Linked DNA regions of Sus scrofa: region 1 is linked to region 2. Evidence: chromatin contacts called from public HiChIP or PLAC-seq data. All regions are on one chromosome and are shown on one strand. Each heading gives the region's core, a stretch centred on a gene start, on an enhancer-like site or on the middle of the called end of the contact. The rest is flanking DNA. Distances are from core to core; before and after follow the strand shown.

Region 1 (2,700 bases), core at 54-2,553, 75 kb before region 2:
GTGGTTTGCTGGAAGGACTGTGAAATGTACAGGCAGATGGACTTGGGTTTGGAACCCTGGCTCTGCCCCTCGCTGGTTACGTGACCTTGGGCACGTCACGTAAGGAGCTTGATCTAACCAGCCTTGCGTGGTGGTTGGACTTAAACAAAAGATTTCAGTAGGGCCTAAAATGTGACTGGCTGCTCGTGGTGACTGCCTCGTTTGCCTCAATTGTCCTCTGTAGAGGTCACCTTAGCCCAGTCCCCATCATCCGCACAATTTGGGAGCAGGTTCTGCTTCTAAGCTCAGACTCCCCAGTCGGATGGAGTAGACAATTCATGCATGTTGTTGGGAGCTAGACAACCTGAGCTGGAACCCCAGTGTCATCACTAACTAGCACAATGGTTTTAGGAAGGCTGCTTAACCTTTTTAAGTGTCAGCTTCCTCATCAAGGAAAATGCAACAAATAATGCCTACCTCCTTGGGTGTGTGGGAAGCTGAGTGCCTGATACAGAGCAGAGGCCCAGTGCAGGGTAGGACTCACCCTACCATCCGTCCATCCATCCATCCATCCATTCCCTCCATGAACACAGGTTCGTGATAATACAAGACGGGGTGACAGTAAGGCATGGCCCGCTGTCCCTCCTCTCATGCAGCAGACAGACCCCCAGGAGGGTGGGTGAGGGCTGTGAATGTCCAGAGGACACAGCAAGGTGACTTGAATTCCTGGAAGTTCCTCAATCAGAGGAAGGCTCAGCAACGCGTGCCTGGACTTGCCAGTCAGGATGGTGAAGGAAACTGGCGAGAAGCTGGTCCTTCAATCAGTGAGAGAGCAGGCGAATGAGGAAGGGGAACCAGAGTCTGCTGATGAGACCATCCGCAGCTGTCATACGGATTCATCCATCCCTTACCCGCACCCCAAGCTTTTCAGATGCAGAGGTTCCCAGTTCTGCCGAGAGGCTGGATTCACCAGGACAGTTACCAAGGGCACACAAATAAAAACACCACAGCCCAGCTCTGCCCCCTTATACCCATATACCGGGACATGATGCGGGCATCAAAATGTTAAAGAGCTTCTCTGGCCGTGCCATGGGGCGGCCCATGATGAGAACCACGGTGCTGAGGGCTCCCAGGCACCCAGCACTCCTTCTCCACACACAGAGGCAGAGATGGGCTCCGGCACAGTCCCTTCCCTCCCGCCACCAACACACATGCGCGCGCGTGCGCACACACACACACACACACACCCGCTTGCACCCGCTCCCTGGAGCCAGAGGGCGCCACCGGGAGTGACTCATGAAGCAAAGATGAGTGATTCACCCAGCACTTCCTCCGCTTTGTTTTCCTATATCCCCTCCCCCACTGGTGTCTGGTGGAAGGAAACGGACCCTGGAGTCAGCTCCCCCGGGCCTGGGGTGCAGCTTCATCGGTCGCCAGCTGGGTGACCTTGAGCTGATGAATCACTATCCCCCCTGAGCTCACTGTCCCCCAAAGGAAGAAAACAAAGCTTCCCCGCTACGGTCACTGCCAGGAGCACACGAGATGATGTATCAGGTGGTGCCTGGCATGAGGTCAGATGGGCAGTGCCACCCCCTTTCCTGTCTGCACCTCCTCTGGCAAAATCACCTCCCAGGAAAACCAGCGGTCACCCCCAACATTCCCATAGGCTGTGATCCTGCCCCTGCTGCTCTGCTGAGTCGAGCTCTGTCGCCTTGGGCACGTGACTCGGCCTCGGTGACACTGGGGTTGCTTTAGGTGAGAATGAAGGTGATGACGTGTGCATGCGAAGGCTTTCTTATATGACGAAGTCAGCAACGCCAGGAAACTTAAGATAAAGTGGGTTGGGTGACCAAGAACCTTCACTCCTGTTAGAAGGATTTTTTTCTTTCTTCTTTTTTTTTTTTTTTTTTTTGTCTTTTTAGGGCCACACCCACAGCACATCAAAGTTCCCAGGTTAGGGGTCAAAGCAGAGCTGCAGCTGCCGACCTACACCACAGCCACAGCAACACCAGATCCGAGCTGCATCTGCAACCTGCACCACAGCTCAAGGCAACACTGGACCTTTAACCCAGCGAGTGAGGCCAGGGATCAAACCCACATCTTCATGGATACTATAGTGTGTTTGTAACTGGCTGAGCCACCACGGGAACTTCTGGGATTTTTTTGTTTGTTTGTTTGTTTTTAATGGCTGCATCTGTGGCCTATGGAGGTCCCCGGCCAGGGACTGAACCCCAGCCATAGCTGTGGCCTATGCTGCAGCTATGGCAACACCAGATCCTTTAACCCACTGCACCAGGCTGGGGATCAAACTCATGCCTCTGCAATGACCTGAGTCGCTGCAGTCAGTGTCATAACCCACTGCACCACATCGGGAACTCCAGCGATTATTATTATTATTATTATTATTATTAACCACCTTCAGGCGAAGCCAGGAGATAAGCTTCAACTCCTGGCGGACTGCAGATGCCAAACTAACTCTCCTCGGGTGGACGCTCTTGCTGCCCTAGGCGCTCTGCCTCCGCTTCCAGACACTGTCCTCAGGGCCCACCTGACATCAAGAAAGGGACTGTGGCCGGGGGCCCGGCAGCCCGGATCTCTCCTGGATCCGCAGGCTTGCAGATCCAACTCCGCACGGCCACTCTGATGTCAACCAGGCATCTTGTGTCTAGTGAAGAACTTGAGTCCACCCCTGCCCCCTCGCAACCCTGCTCCTTCCAAGGC
Region 2 (2,911 bases), core at 21-2,520:
CACTAATTTGACCCAAGCGGTGGTGACAGCGCCGTTTCCCCAGGAGCCCACCACGTTGCACACGCCCTGCCCAAGGCTGAATCAGAGACCGCGGCGGCGGATCTCCCAGGATCCGCCAAGCAGCTTCCAGCTGTTCTCCACCCGGGAGGGCAGGAGAGGCGGGCCCGGGAGGCAGCGGCGAGAAGGACCAAGAGGGAGGGTGGGCGGAGGCAAAAATGACGCCACTCCAAGTCCCAGCCAGCGCAGGGCCGCCAGATGCCCACACGACCCCTCTGGCCCAGGCCACCTCGTTGGCGCCGCCACAGCGCCCACCCTGGGCCACCTCGGAGGGCGCGCCCTGCCCAGCCGCACTCGCTCCCGCTCGTGTCGCACGCTCCGTGACACACCGCGGACCCTCCCCCAACACACACATATACACACACAAGCGAGCGCGCGCCCCACCCGGGCTTCCAGGCTGAATCGGGCCCAGCCCCTCGGACGCACACTGGTTCTGGGCACCTTTTGGGAACCATACACACCCACGGCCCCTTCTCCAGCCTCATCCCCAGCGCTGATCACCCCTACCCAGTTCCCTTCTACACCCGCGCGCCCAATCCCTCCTTCCTCAGACAGCTCACTCCAGGGACACACCCCACCCCACCTACACACACACACACACACACACACACACACACACACACACACACACTCACTCTCTCTCTCTCTCTCTCTCTCTCTCTCTCTCTCTCTCTCTCTCTCCTGGTCCCTTCTGCTCCCATGTCCAGCTCGCCCCAAGGCCCGCGGCGCCAGCTGTGATCTGAGAGGCCTTGGGAAGCACCTTTCCCGCGCACCTCTCTGCCCCCCACCCCGACCCTCAGGATCCCACTTCCTCAGCTAGGGAAAAAGGTGAACAGCGACCTTTTTTTCCTCCACTTGTCAAACCGAAATCCCCCATTCCAGCAGTGCCCAGGCCCCAAAGCCCCTCCTCGCGTTCGCTCTCGCGCCACGGGGAGGCCAAGGACTTGCAGCTCCAGGGGGCCACAAAGAGCGATCCAGGAGCTGCAGCAGCCCTCGCGGGAGACCAATCCCTTCCCGCTCGACGGGAAGAGCGCGTCGGGCTTACCTAGGGTGGAGGGAGAGAAGCAAAAGGAGCCGGAGCTAGGCTGGCGGCGCGGCGCCCAGAAGCAGCGAGGCGAGTGGCGATCAGGGGCGTGTGCCGCCGCTGAGCTGGAGTGAGGAGCCAGACGAGGTTTGTTTATGCCCCGGAGGAGGACGATTTTATACGCGCCGCGGCCCCGCCCCCCGGCGCCTCGCCCCGCCCCCTCCCGCCCGGGGCCCAGCGCGCAGCGGGGACACACCCCTCGCCCGCTCCCTCCTCCCAGGCGCTCCTCCCGCTCCCCACGGCGCGCCGGGCTGTGCTGGGGCTGCGCGCGGCGGGCGCCGGTTGGAGCCGCCGCCTGTTGCGCAAGCCGGAGTAGGGGTGCGGCGGGGAGGGGCCTCCCAGTCCCGGCTGCCGTTCCTCTTTGCGGTCCCCTCCTTCGCCCGGAAAGCCGGGGCCTCGGTGTGTGCAGTGGGCGTGTGTGCACCGGGGATGCTTTTGTGCGCGGGTGCGTGTTCCTGTGCGCGCCCCTGCGTGTGCATGTGGACTTCCGTGTGTCTCTGTGTGACCGAGTGGCCCCATCTCCATCTCAGAGCGTCTTCTTCCGAGTCCCATCGGGCCATGCCCCGACATCCCTTAGCGGAGACTCCCCCACTTCCTCCGTGTCTTAGCTCAGAGACCCATTTAGCTGCCTTCCCAGGGCGGCCTCCTTCTCACCTCAGGCCCCTTCCTTGTTGCATCAGCTCACCGCTGAAATCCTCGCTCCCTTTTAACCACGACCGTCTTGCTCAGCTCACCCTAACGCCTGGTCACCCCACTCCCCTTCCCACCCACCGCTCAGTTCATAGCCTATGCGCGGGGTCCAGCCCCCAGGACCCTGGCTGAAAGAGATGTTTCTCACTCTCCCCTCGCCTGATTCCCAGACCTTGTACTGAGCACCTTTCCTCGCTTACTTGCCTTGTCTGCTGTCTGGTTTTGCCTGTGTGTTCTCAACTCGCTCTGCATATCTGAATCCACCGCGGAACTTTTTTTTTTTTTTTCCCGGAAGGTACGTGCCAGGGCTCCACCCCAGTACAGTTTGATCAGAATCTCAGGGATTGCAGACCAGGCATCGAGGTATGTTAAGGGTTCCCGAATGGTTCAAGTGTGCAGCCGGAGCGAGAATCACCGCATTAGGAAAACATCATTTTATGGGTAAAGAAAGGCCCCTTGCCCAGACTTGTGTTTGCAGGCACCTGCGCCCTGCCCCCACCATCCCTCTGCTTGCTGATGCTAACCTCTTCCCAGCACCAGCCCTTGCTTTGCTCAGTGCAGGGGTCCAGGTGGTTTTCCTCTGTGTTTGCCATTTGCTTCCCTAGGCTCTGAGATTTACCTGTTCTGTCATTGGGACAGAGCCACTGATGCGAGCCAGGTCCTGTGCTCAGCTGCTGGAAAAAAGACTGAAGAGGCAACGTCTTTTCCCTCAGAGTCATACCATAGGACCCCCAAGTCTCAGTTTCCCCATCCACATAAGAAGCTTAAGCTGAGTTCATTCACTGGGTAACTGGATTGAGCACCTGCTATGTCCAGTCTCTGTTCTAGACACTGGGGACGTGGCACCCTCCAGAGCCCCCCTGTCTTCTGAAGACCTGCCAGATCTAGCCATCTGTAGGACCGCTTTCTTTTACCTGACACACATACATTCTTATTCCCTTACTTCCCCCATTTTGGCTTTCAACAAACATGCGTTGCTCCCCTGTGGTGTATATTACCTGGCCGAAATATAGAGGATCGAATTCTAAAGAGGAGTAGGCGTCAGTAACAAATGGGAGCCTTCGTGTGCGGGCTGGAGAA

The links. HiChIP or PLAC-seq counts read pairs in DNA pulled down with a chosen protein or histone mark.
Region 1: an H3K27ac HiChIP or PLAC-seq map of alveolar macrophages shows a contact between it and region 2. The contact joins the enhancer-like site here to the promoter of NDRG1 in region 2. A contact is called at or near these places in 6 of 47 Hi-C or Micro-C datasets (blood, embryonic fibroblasts, heart right ventricle and 3 more) and 1 of 2 datasets of contacts at active chromatin or transcription factors (alveolar macrophages).

What each region holds. Positions count from the first base shown.
Region 1 is chr4:8,088,499-8,091,198 of Sscrofa11.1, reverse strand. All of the region lies in intron 2 of WISP1 (WNT1-inducible-signaling pathway protein 1), which reads left to right. Among named protein-coding and RNA genes, the nearest start is that of WISP1, 21 kb to the left of the region's middle. Within about 2 kb of position 1,303, at least 18 of the 83 cell types and tissues checked have an H3K27ac peak or open chromatin away from gene starts, as enhancers often do. A contact at or near this core is called in alveolar macrophages, retroperitoneal adipose tissue and subcutaneous adipose tissue, where this site is marked.
Region 2 is chr4:8,012,804-8,015,714 of Sscrofa11.1, reverse strand. NDRG1 (protein NDRG1) reads right to left here and starts at 1,270. Exons shown (of 16, transcript XM_021088875.1): 1 at 1,103-1,270.